3 separate regions of the Sus scrofa genome follow, and regions 2 and 3 are each linked to region 1. A link is a contact called in public HiChIP or PLAC-seq data. All regions are on one chromosome and are shown on one strand. The core of a region is the stretch at or near the end of the contact, and the rest is flanking DNA. Distances in the headings are between cores, read along the strand shown. Region 1 overlaps TFEC (transcription factor EC). Region 2 overlaps TFEC (transcription factor EC). Region 3 overlaps TFEC (transcription factor EC).

Region 1 (4,122 bases), core at 647-3,146:
ATAACCAATATTAACATATATAAAATAAAAGGAGGTTCCTAAAAGTTAAACTTAGAATTACCATATGACTAAGCAATCTACTTCTAGGTAAATACTCAAGAGAATTGAAAACAGGTGTTCAAACAAAAATTTGAACATGAATGTTAATAGCAGCATTGTACATATTAGCCAAAAAGTGGAAACAATTTAAATGCCCAACAATGGATGAATGAATAAGGAAAGTGTGTTTTATACATACAATGAAATATTATTCAGTCATAAAAGGGAAAGAAGTACTGATACATGTTACAACATGGATGGACTTTGAAAATATTGTGAAAGATGCCAGACACTCAAAACACAAATATTGCTTGATTCCTTTTATATGAAATGTGCAGAAGAGGCAAATCCAAGAGAAAATGCAGATTAGTAGTTGTCAGGGGCTAGAGCAAAGGAAAAATGGGGAGTGCCTGCTTAATGGTATGGAGTTTCTTTTAAGGGTAACCAAAATGTTTTGAAATTAGATACTGGCGATGGTTATACATTATCGTGAATGTATTGTAAGTCACTGAACTGTACATTTCAAAATGGTTAAAATGATGAATTTTACTTGAAGAGGATTTTCTAAAAACATGAAATTACTGTTTGAAAATATAGGAACATAAACGTTATTACTTTGTTATCAAGAAACTATGTGTTACAGACTACCTTAATTCAGGGGTCAGGGTTCCAAATAATTAATATTATGTGATGATTATCTCTGTCAGAGATAAAAAAGGGAAATGAGGTAAAAGAAATGAGTCTGAGATTTGCTTAAGCCAGGACTCAGATTTCTTTGATTCTTGGCTAAAAGCCCTGATTGGCCCAAAAGGTCAAATGGAAAGGAAAAAAAGCATTCAAGAATAAATCAGTAAAATAAAAAATTCATTAAAATTTAGCTATTGGGTAGAAAGGAAATAACCTTCCTTTCTTCTACTAAAGAGAAAATTGACAACTTAATTTTCAGAACAGGTAATAGATATATGGCTGTAGCAGGTGCCCAGAATTTTTTCTCTACAGGGAAATGCTGGAAATAAATTTGAGGAGCCTTCAGACTTACTGAAGCCACTGAAGTTGTAATTGTTGTTACAATTGCAAGGGCTTATTAAAGATCATCAGGAAGCTTGGCATTAAAGAAGTTTTGGATAGATAAGACCCCTGTTTGCACTTTAAGCCTTTACTGTTAATTACATGTTACTGTGACTAATCACTTCAAAAGTGACTTTTATGAACTGTGTTATTATTTAATTTAATAATAACTTTGAATAAAGTCACAGGTTAACCAAAGTTCATTGGTAAGTTAAATGTGTAGAACTCAGAAAGCATTTTCCCACAGAAGAATATTAGCCATGGTGGTTAGACTCTATGTCCACAGGATACAAAGAAATGGGTAATCCATAAACATCTGCACAAATAGTACTAAAGAGCACAGCACACGTGTAAAAAGAGTTCTATGGGAACATTTATTCAGCATTTTGGGACCAAGACCACCTCCTTCTTCCACTGCATTACTGATGCTCATTCATTCATTCATCACTCCATTTGACGAGCATTGGCAGTTCCTGCTATATGCTGGACCCTTTGACAAGTTGTCTCCCTTTCCATCTGCCAGATAGCAGACTTTCTTCAACTTGGAGTAAGTGTCTCATGTCTTAGCTTATAAATTCCATTGTGGTGGGGTCCATATAGGGACAAAGATGACTCTAGGGCAAGTGGCTATAATGAGGGTTGGGACCCAGTAAAAACAAGGTGATGGCATAGGAACCAACCATCAGCCAAGACTCCTTTGCCTCTTTCCCCATTCACAACACCATAGCCAACACTAGCTTTACAGTAGGAAACCCTAAGAGATTATACAAATAAATGTCAGTAAGATAAACGATGATACTTCCTGCTTCACTTCCCCTGGGTAGTGATCAGGAGTAAGAAATGCCAGCAATAGTGTTAAAGCCTAACAGTTATTTTTTGTTCCCATCTCCCTTACCTTACCTGAGAACAGACACAAAAGGATAAAGGAAAAAGAGAAACATTATGGATACATACCCATAGGTTTGAATTTTGTATATCAAGAATTGTACAAAACAAAAACGTGGGTTTTCTTGTCGCTGTTGAACTCCTTTCATTAAGGAAACACAAGTTAGCAACTAACAAAGATCACCACCTAGTGGCCCCAAAAGGATAACTGCACATGAACAAAGTGCATTGAAATTCAAAAATATTGGGATTTGTTACAAAAATGTATCATAACCTTAAAGCTTCTCCTTTTGTCCTCTGGATTCCAACCTCCCATTTTCCTTTCATTCTGGCCTTGGTCCCTCCTAGTATATAATTCTAAATTGTCTCTAAAGCATTTTATTTACAGTTATCTTTAATCTTTACAATTAGTTGTCTACTTTGTCACATTTTGAGTTCTTCTTTTATTAAATGCCATAAGTCTCTATGAGTCACTTGAAGTCAGATTCTTCAAAAATCACAATTGTCAGACCACTTCCCTACTAAAAGCTTGAGTGCTGAAGTAGATCCTGTTGTGATTTTAACAAGCCAACAAGCCAGGTCTAACCCACATAATCCCATACTGCATTTAGCAAATGTATCCACTGCCCCTTAGGCTACTTTCTTTACTGTTGCTTCGCTATTTCCAAATCTCAGACTCAACAATGCTTTTACCCCATGTGAGTACTCAGATCCAATCAAACTCCACCCGTTCCATTAGTTTTCATTTACTACCTCTGCCAAAATCACTTCTTTCTTCTCTAACTTCCTGCATTCATGGTTATTACTACTAAATTTACTATTTAATTATTTTCTAATTGCCTTATTGTATTATAGCTGTGAAGAAAGTTCCATGGCTTAAATACATCTGTATCTCCCACGAATCTCAGTGTGGTACTAAACAAAGCATAGAGTGTAATAAATAGATATTTATTTAGAAAAGGACAGAGAAGAACCCCTATAATTAAAGTGTTTTTAGTGGTCTGGGGCCTGGGGGGAACAGAAGAGGAGGGAAAGTCGAGTGGGGAAAGATTGCTGGAATTATACCCTATGAATTAAAAAACGTTATTCTAACATTTCTCATGTAAAATAGCAATGACAAATTAAACAGAAAAGTACCCTCAAAATACCAGTGTACATTTGAACATATTTCAAAATATGCAGTACAATTTAATCATAAAATTTTGGAGTAGAATATAGTTGCTTTGGGTGGGGACAGTGAGAGAAGCTCACTTCACAGACAAAAAGAAGAGAAACACAAGAGGAAAAAGAAATTGTAATTAAAAAGGTAATGAAATGTTAACTTGCATTCTAAGGTGAGACAAAATTTTAATTCTTAGGCAGCAGCAGAAAATCTGCTCCAGGAATATGAATTACAGATAGATTAGGCAGCTGCACACTTGAAAATAACAGGACCAGGCAAAAGTTCGCTGCACTTAAACTCTGGCATACAACTCAACCAGCTTCGAATGTGAACAGAAATATTTTACCCCAAAAATGTGAATAATAAAACAAATAAAATATTAAATAATCTACTCAAATGAAGAAGTCTGCAGAATAAGTAATGTGAACTTGAAAAATCTCATTAAGTGACACCAGAATTCTATTTCTAGTGCAACTGCAAGTAGTTTTATAACTAGGCCTCCAGTAAAATAATTAGACTATTTTAAGGGGTAGCAGCTGATTCTATCTTGAGGAGAGAGAGAGAAAAAATGCTTTTTCTATGTAAATTTGGATACTCCCCACCCCCCAATTCCTCAAACTGACATTTTCAAAGAGATCAAAGGACAATTACTTATATGAGTATACACAGTGTTATTTCACCACAAAAGAACCATATATATGCAAGGCCTTGTACAAGACAGTGTAGCATAGCAGGGAAATATAAATGAATATAAATCCCAGAGATCCTGTCCTCAAGTACCTTACTGGGGCAAGAAGGCCTATACAATTTAAAATTTAACAGATCGTTAAAAATAAAATAAAATAAAATAAAAAAACTCCATGATAACTTTTAAGTAAGTATACCCATATTATGCAGATAGTCTGTATTTTCATACCTCAATAAATACAAAGGCCCACAAATGGCAAGATGCTATGTCAGGCATTTGG
Region 2 (4,122 bases), core at 940-3,439, 190 kb before region 1:
CAAATACACTTAATAGAAACTTCTTTATATTTATACCAAATTGATTCCAGTATGATACAGAAACATTACGTCTTTATAGCTTGAATCCCTCTACCCTCTTTCTGTGTTATTACTAATATACATTTTAGATTTATGTATATTATGAACACAAGAAATATAATATATATTACTTTATATAATTTTTATCTATTAAAAACTTGAGAGAGGAAATAAATGCAATATATAGTTGCAGAGTCTTTTATGTTAGCTTTCTGGTTCTCTTCATTTGTTCCTGTGGATTCAAGTTACTATTTGGTATCATTTTCTTAATCCAATACAGCTTTGTTCCATATGTTTTAGGCTCACCGATAAAATTATATAAATATTATTTTATGTAGTTTTTAAGTCAATTAAAAGAAGAAATAATATATGCATTTATAATATCATTTTAAATTACCTATTTACCTTTACCGATGATCTTTTTTGTGTGTGGATCTAATTTATTATTAAATGAGAAATTACCACAGTATATGGAAGAGTCCAGTTTGTATTTGTGAATAAGATAATTTGGAATAAAAAGTAACAAAATGTCAATCACTGTGATTATGATTTATATCAATTTGAAAGTCTTTTATTCATATTTGTTCATACATTAATGTGTTCTAATTTCTATAAAATGAGTATGCTACTTTATAATAAGTGAGTGTGCTTTAAAACCCTAGATTCTAAAATGGCACATTCTTATTTTTAAGTTTTTCAGTTACAAGTTCTTTTAGGCCTTTTAAATTTTCTTTGAGTATCTCATTCCACTCACTTAACTTCAAGAATATTGGTGAAAGGTGCAATGTCTCTGGACCATAGTGGAATATGCTTGAACAATACAAAAATCTCATTTATAATCATCCTGGGCAAAGAATTTACTTTTCTCAATGAAAATTGTTGCAGTTTGTCAAGAAGAAAAATTTCCCTGAAGAAGATAAAAATGGGAAAGCAACTTAAAATGGAATAAGTCAGTCTCTCAAATAAGCAACATTTTGGAAAATTTTGCATCTTATTCTTGTATTTTTAGTCATAAATAAGGTTTATTTGTAGAAGACAAAATCAAAGCATGTCATACAGTTGAGCTGGCATTCTCATGGATAAATGCGTAAGATGATGCTAAGGAAACTGACACAAAACACTTGATTGTGCCAACTTAGAAGTTCCCTCATTTCTCCTAGGAATAAATAAATGGAAGAGAACATTGCACCCTAATGGGGGATAGAAGTATTTTCATATAATTTAATCTAATTTAATTTTTTTTTTTTTGTCCTTTTGCCTTTTCTAGGGCCGCTCCCACATATGGAGGTTCCCAGGCTAGGGGTCCAATCAGAGCTGTAGCTGCCGGCCACAGCCACAGCCACAGCAATGCAGGATCTGAGCCACGTCTGCAACCTACATCACAGCTCACAGCAATGCTGGATCCATAACCCACTAAGCAAGGCCAGGGATCGAACCCTCAACCTCATGGTTCCTAGATGGATTCGTTAACCACTGAGCCACGATGGGAACACCCTAATTTAATTTTTTAAGCAACACATTAGACTTTTATCTTTCATTCAGATTTCTTTTTTTGAAGTTCCAATACATTTTATTTTGTATTGTTTTAAGGTATGCCACAGTGCTTTTAAATAGGGCTTATTTGTGGATGAACTTCTTTCAATTCATCATATTTTCATTCATTTCTTAAATATATTACCACAGATACGTTTCAGTGAAGATAGGTTAATAAAAATTAACCTCCTTAATTATATTTCTTTTCTTTTTTGGTAGTTTTAATATGCAGAATGAGTTAAATAATACTGAAAACTGATACTTAAGACCTCAAAATGACAGCACTGTCCACTAGAGGCCACATACAGCTTAGGAAAAATGAGGAGAACCATTTAAGATGATTGAAGTGTATATACCCAATTATGGGCTTTATTTTTATGAAAAAGGACCTTTGTAGAAGAAAACTAGAATCTCTCATTAGATGGCAGGGAAAATTAGACAACTTTAAAAAGTCAATGAGTGAACGTTAAACATTTTGCTTTCCAAAATATTAATTTCATAGGCGGCAATAACTTCATTGCTCCCTGATTATTGGCAAAGTCAAGACATGCATGTTCTCCTTTTGAACACTGTATTAATGAAATTGAAGGTTGTGTGCTTTACGTAATGTATGTTCTGCAACATTTTGAAAGCTTAGCTGGGAATCCCTGTGGTGCTGACTGAAGGAAAAAAGGAAGCAAAGTCTTCTCCAGTTTTTAAAAACCAGAAGTATTTTTCAGAAGTCATGTATGAAATAAACTGCTTATGAGAAAATGACTGTAATGCTGCCTCAGTTTTCAGTGATAGAGGGATCTGTTTAAAACACTCTGACATAAAAAATAAATCAGCTTTAACTTCAATTATTAAGTGCTAAAGTAGCATTCTTTGATAGAAAGGGGTGGGTTTCTGGCATTGCAATGATAAATATGTATGAAAAGAGTTATGTCACCATGGAAACCAAAACCTTGCCGTATTTTTTTAGACAAGGCAAATAGTATAATAGAAACTAGGGATCTCTAAAGACATTGTTGAAGACCAATCACTATTAGCTATGTTTTTATATTCTTAAGTTTTAATATTTCTTAGTTTTTAGTATTCATTTAAAGTTCTGAGGAAAACTTTGGGATTTTTATCAAGTCAATTTTGAAATTTCAAGCATTTTAATGACTATTTCTAAATAAGCATTTGCAATTGTCGGCATAGTTGCATTATTAACTAATGTGATTTACAAACTTTGAACGTCCTTCTGAAGAAATCAAATGTGTATTTCTTTAGGATAACATGGCCTCTCATATAGACATGTAGGCAGTTAGCTTTTATATTTCTTCTTCAGCTTTTGCTTCCTATAAGTGATTCCTGGATTAGAAGTGATGAAGGTTAATATCTGAATCCAATGATGTTTTTCCTGTGACAAATTTTATAAGTACTTTCTGGAGTTTCTGATAGAGTGTCCCTGGCTTTTTAGTCGGGACTACTTCCTGCTAGGAGCCAATACATTTCATATTCCCTCTTTCCCTAAAAGTACAGAGTTCAATTATTTTTAATGACTTAATTTTAAGTATAATTTTAAATGAAGGGTATGGTAGGCAAGCCAGATATACCTTCCAACGTAAGAGGCAATATTTTCAACAGAAAAGAGTACTGATATCCAAATGTCTAAACCTAGTTCTATTATTTAAAGAGCAGTTTGGCCTGGAAAAACTATCTCATCTCTCAGAGCCTTCATTTCTATGTTTCTAAAATGGGACTTATTATTTATCCATATGATCAGGATTATTTTGAGAATCATTGTTTACTTTAAAAATCTTTTTAAAATTGTGAATTATATTTCGAATATAAGGTGAAATTAGGTTTTATGGCAGATTAAAAACTCACCCAGGCAAATCTTGTATAATACTACTATATGATAACCTAAGTTAAGTTTATAGCTCATAAGGTACATCTAGACTGTGCTTATGCTATGCCAAAATATCTGGTTCACAATGGGACCGAATAAAACCAACAAGCTTTTGCACAGCAAAGGAAACCAAAAAGAAAACAAAAAGACAACTTACAGAATGGGAGAAAGTAATTTAAAAAGAGGCAACTAACAAGGGCTTAATCTCTAAAATATACAAACAACTATACAATTCAACAGCAAAAAAGCCAACAACCCAATTGAAAAATGGGCAAAAGACCTGAAAGAAGAAATACAGATGGCCAACAAGCACATGGAAAAATGTTCAACATCACTGATTATTAGAGAAATGCAAATCAAAACTACTATGATGGACCACTTCAAACCAGTTAGAATGGTCTGCATTAATAAGTCCACAAATAGCAAATGCTGGAGAGGGTATGAAGAAAAGGGAACCCTTCTACACTGTTAGTGGGAATGTAAATTGGTAGAACCACTATGGAAAACAGTATGGAGGTACCTTAGAAAACTAAATATAGAACTACCATATGACCCAGCAATCCCACTCTTGGGCATATATCCAGACAAAGTGTACCTTGAAAAAGACACATGCACATGTATGTTCATTGCAGCACTATATACAATAGCCAAGACATGGAAACAACCTAAATGTC
Region 3 (4,122 bases), core at 981-3,480, 150 kb before region 1:
CATTTTTAATAAAATTTTTTGTGATTGCAATTATGCATTAATTCTTTGAATGAACAAGGCTTGGTTAATTGTGTATTAATATTCCAGTGATAGCTGATGTTGTGACAAAATTATTTGGTAAACAATATTTCTCATTTACTGTTTAGTCTTATTTCTGCAAAAATATTCTGGGCATCCATCAATTTTTCCAAGCATCTCTCTTGATCCTTAGATGTTAAAATAATTTGCTTGTGAATTTATATTTTTTAATCCCAAAGTTAATATTCATGAAAGATTTTATCTCAATTACATTAGTAATATAAAGTAGCATTTTAATTTTTAGGCTTCTCCCTTCTAGAAAATAAAGTCTATTTCTATTATGTCATTTTATCTTAGTTTTCAAAGGCTTCCACAACTTGCTACTAATATTTTCCACGGTTCCCAACAGGCATCTTCTAGTGTAGACAGATCTTTCTACTGTTATGTCTCACGAAGGCACTTCCCAACTTATTCTCACTTTTATCATTTGGTTGATATTCCCCTATTCAGCCTCCCCTTCACCAAATGTATACTTTTAAAAGAAGTTAGATTCTGCTGTACCCACATGCTTTTGTGATTCTTAAACCTTCATTCATTTTTATTTTCTCTGACCTTCTGTATTTGCAGTTTATGCTGTACAATGTAGACTTTAATTTTAAATGTCTTCTACATTTTGCTGTGGTTTCCAATGCAGTACTGTTAACTCCCTGAGGAGTAAGACCATATCTTTCTCATCTGTTCTACATTTTCACAGAATTCATTGCAGTTTTGAGTATGCCTCCATAAATACTCATTGATCAGATGGTCATTCAGGCAGGTCCGGCACAGAGCAACATGCTTGCTAAGTCAATTCCCAGTGCTTCAAAGAAGCTCAAGAGAAGAAAATTTGAGTGAAGGCCTATAGATATACATATTCTTAATAAATGCTAATAAAGCTAACAAAGATTGTATTCTAAGCACTTATAGGAATACAACTTTACCCTCCACTCAGAACTGAATACAATAAGCAAGATTTTCTGTTTTACCAATTATTTTATCAGTTGGCAACCCAATTTTCAATTTTGTCAATTTGTAGCAAAACTGTATGAACTAATTATTTTACATTCAATTTTGGAAATAATGCTGTTTTTTTTTTTAACAAATTGACAACTTGTCTTAGTAGGGGGACTTTTGATATTTTATTTGCTGAAACTAATTATCCAATATCTCATCTTGATGAAGAAAAAAGGATTTGGAATGTGATTTTAGATGCTACTTAGAAAAGCAGAAAACTGAAATAAAAAGAACACATACTATCAGCATTGTATACCTGTGGGGAAGGAAATATGTTTATGTGAAGTGATAAAATTCTAGGGAATATTCTTGAGGAAAATATTCAATGTGTTCCTTTTCTGAACTGAGCATGTCTCCACAGATATGCAAAGATGCTTTTAAAATTAGTGCAATTGAACTGACGAAAGGAATTTAGGTCTAATTTTAGAATCCAAAGTTTTTAGATTTTCTGTATTTTATTGTGGAAAATTTTAATTTCTATTATAGATTCACTTTTCAATTGCAAGTTACAGATAATCTATCTTTTAATTATTTCCCCTATAAGGCTTGAACTTTAGACAACATGTCCAAAAGACAATGGAGAAGGGTGATGAACTGCCCGATCTGTTGATCTTGATTCTTGAAAATTAATGTTGTCAGACTTGAATAGGAAGGAGATGGAAGTAAGAAAAAAAATTTATATTTCAGAAGATTTATTCTCTGCAGTCTGTTAGTTCCAATAGCACATCACAAAGTCACTACTTTAAAACATCAGTAGAGAGCTATTTTTTACGTTGTGTCTCTTTCCAGGAAAACAAAATTGAAGTAGATTTGGACTCAGTAGTCAAAGAGGAAAAAAATCTTTTTTAGCTCTCAATACCATGTTTCTTCTTCCTGTTAATTCTGTTGTTTCTAATCAGTTTTTCATGAACAATATATTCCTTTCAGTAGTATGTGAAACAAAGAACTTAAATGCATAGCACCAGCATAGAACTTCTTTCCAGTTGATGAATTGAGCCTGTTTATTTTTTATAATTCATCACCATCATCTGAACTAAAACTACTTCTCCTACTGCTCTCTTTGGAAACTGCGGGGGAAGTGGCAGATAGCAGAGGATCTGTTCCAAACGGAGATATTGTGTCATCCAGTAGCATATCATCCAATCGTTGTTCCTCTTTCAAAGCTGCACTAAATGATAAGTCTGTGAAGTGTGACAAAGGATCAGAGAAGGCCATAGCTTGATCACAGAGCTCAGGGCTTGTCCCCTGAGACAGAGTCAATTGTTGGCAACAGTCTACTGAATTTTGCTCAAGATGGCTCTGTTGTTTGGTGACATGAGCACCTAAATCAACTGTGCCAAGTGAAGCCAGGATTGGCAGACCATGAGCACGAGCCTGTAATTCTAGTTCCTGCAATTTCAAACAAGAATAATTAATAATTTTGAAAGTGAACTCAACTCTAGAGAATAAGCCATAAATAGATCTAAAATGTTAATAAGCACTCAAAATAAAAAGTAATTCACACCATATTCTTTGAAAACAACAGAGGAGGGTATATTTCTAATGCCTAAAAAATAACCCTGAGGAAAATATTCAGCATTTTAAAAAATTCTTCTCCTATTATTCTTTTTTTTAATAGTTATTTCCCCAATACATTTTTTTTCTACTGTACAGCATGGTGACCCAGTTACACATACATGTACACATACATTCTATTTTCGCATATAATGGTCCCATAGTGGCTCAGACTGCAATAGAACTATTTGGAGATAGTAGAAGTCTTCCATTCATTCTTCCTGATTAATTTCTCACTGTAGAACCATTTCATGGAAACAGAAATGTTTTACCTAGCAATAAGCTTGCATACATATTAAAGAGAAAAACTCTTCCTCAAGAGTTAGGAAAATCTATATTTTGAGATTCTGTGTCATTTGAACAGATGAGGAGTGACTTATAAACTGGCACTATATGCCTTGACGCAATGAAATCCATCGCAATGCTACTAAAGAAGTAAAAGAGGGAAAGGAAAATTTAGTGCCCAATATTATCTAGAGAAACAAAGGTTCTGCTTATTATTATTTTGAGGATGGTATAATGTTGTGTGTGTTTATAAAATTGTTTCTATTTTCTGCATTTTGCAGTTATTGTTATCTGTTACATATTTTTAAATCAATTTTGATCCTAGATTTCTATTCAATACATAATTGAATCACCTTAATTCATGAACTTCTAAAAGGCAGTAAAATTACCCTTAGGAAGGAAAAATAATTGTTAGTAACAAAAAATAAATGAGACCAATGAATAAAACCGATGCTGGGTAAGTCATAGGCTAAGCTACATGGTTCATGGCAATGTTCTTATAAAAACCTGAATCCGGAGTAGAAGCCGCCTGTTAGCCTGCTCTAATTTCTTCTGCCTGTGTTCTAATTCTCGAGCTCTCTGTTGTTCTTTTTGTAGCCACTTGATGTACTCCACTGATGCTTTTAGAATGGTTCCTTTGTTCCAGCGCATATCACTGTAGAACGGAGAGATAACCTTTTCACAATTGTGCATGTCAGCAGAATTCATAAGAACTTACAAAATCTTTTACATTAATATGAAATAATGATTTACATGACTATTATTCACTCTTAGATATTATTGCTTCTGAATAGAAATTTTAATAGAATAGTTAAGAAGCCCTTATATAGTAAAATTAATCCCAGAATGAAAATAAGTGTCAAAAGAAAGTAATAAAGTGACTTTTTGTGGGAGAGCTAAATGCAATATCATGATTCTACCATTACAGTTTTTATATTTTTAGTGAAAATTGCTTTTATTATTAACTCCAAGATTAAAATCTATGTGTGGTATTTCTGCATTAATGAACTAGGAAATGTACATTACTGAGGACTTAAGCCTAAATTTTTAAAGATCATTTCAAATATACCAATCTTTTAACCTACTTTCTAATAAGGTTGCTTTTATGCTTCTAAGAAAAAAAAAATAAGGTCCTTCCTGAATGGTGATCCTGAGTGATTTTGAAACAAATCAGAGTTTGGCAACATCAATTTATGCAATAGAGCAAAATGT

The links. HiChIP or PLAC-seq counts read pairs in DNA pulled down with a chosen protein or histone mark.
Region 2: an H3K27ac HiChIP or PLAC-seq map of alveolar macrophages shows a contact between it and region 1. The contact joins two enhancer-like sites. A contact is called at or near these places in 3 of 47 Hi-C or Micro-C datasets (embryonic fibroblasts, epiblast stem cells and liver) and 1 of 2 datasets of contacts at active chromatin or transcription factors (alveolar macrophages).
Region 3: an H3K27ac HiChIP or PLAC-seq map of alveolar macrophages shows a contact between it and region 1. The contact joins two enhancer-like sites. A contact is called at or near these places in 2 of 47 Hi-C or Micro-C datasets (liver and skeletal muscle) and 1 of 2 datasets of contacts at active chromatin or transcription factors (alveolar macrophages).

Annotation. Positions count from the first base shown.
Region 1 is chr18:30,016,540-30,020,661 of Sscrofa11.1, reverse strand. The region is part of intron 1 of TFEC (transcription factor EC); the gene reads right to left. Among named protein-coding and RNA genes, the nearest start is that of TFEC, 38 kb to the right of the region's middle. Within about 2 kb of position 1,896, at least 4 of the 83 cell types and tissues checked have an H3K27ac peak or open chromatin away from gene starts, as enhancers often do. A contact at or near this core is called in alveolar macrophages, where this site is marked.
Region 2 is chr18:30,204,943-30,209,064 of Sscrofa11.1, reverse strand. The region is part of intron 13 of TFEC (transcription factor EC); the gene reads right to left. Among named protein-coding and RNA genes, the nearest start is that of TFEC, 230 kb to the right of the region's middle. Within about 2 kb of position 2,189, at least 1 of the 83 cell types and tissues checked has an H3K27ac peak or open chromatin away from gene starts, as enhancers often do. A contact at or near this core is called in alveolar macrophages, where this site is marked.
Region 3 is chr18:30,167,344-30,171,465 of Sscrofa11.1, reverse strand. TFEC (transcription factor EC) reads right to left here. Exons shown (of 22, transcript XM_013990837.2): 9 at 3,418-3,565; 10 at 1-2,460. The coding sequence ends at 2,080. Among named protein-coding and RNA genes, the nearest start is that of TFEC, 190 kb to the right of the region's middle. Within about 2 kb of position 2,230, at least 1 of the 83 cell types and tissues checked has an H3K27ac peak or open chromatin away from gene starts, as enhancers often do. A contact at or near this core is called in alveolar macrophages, where this site is marked.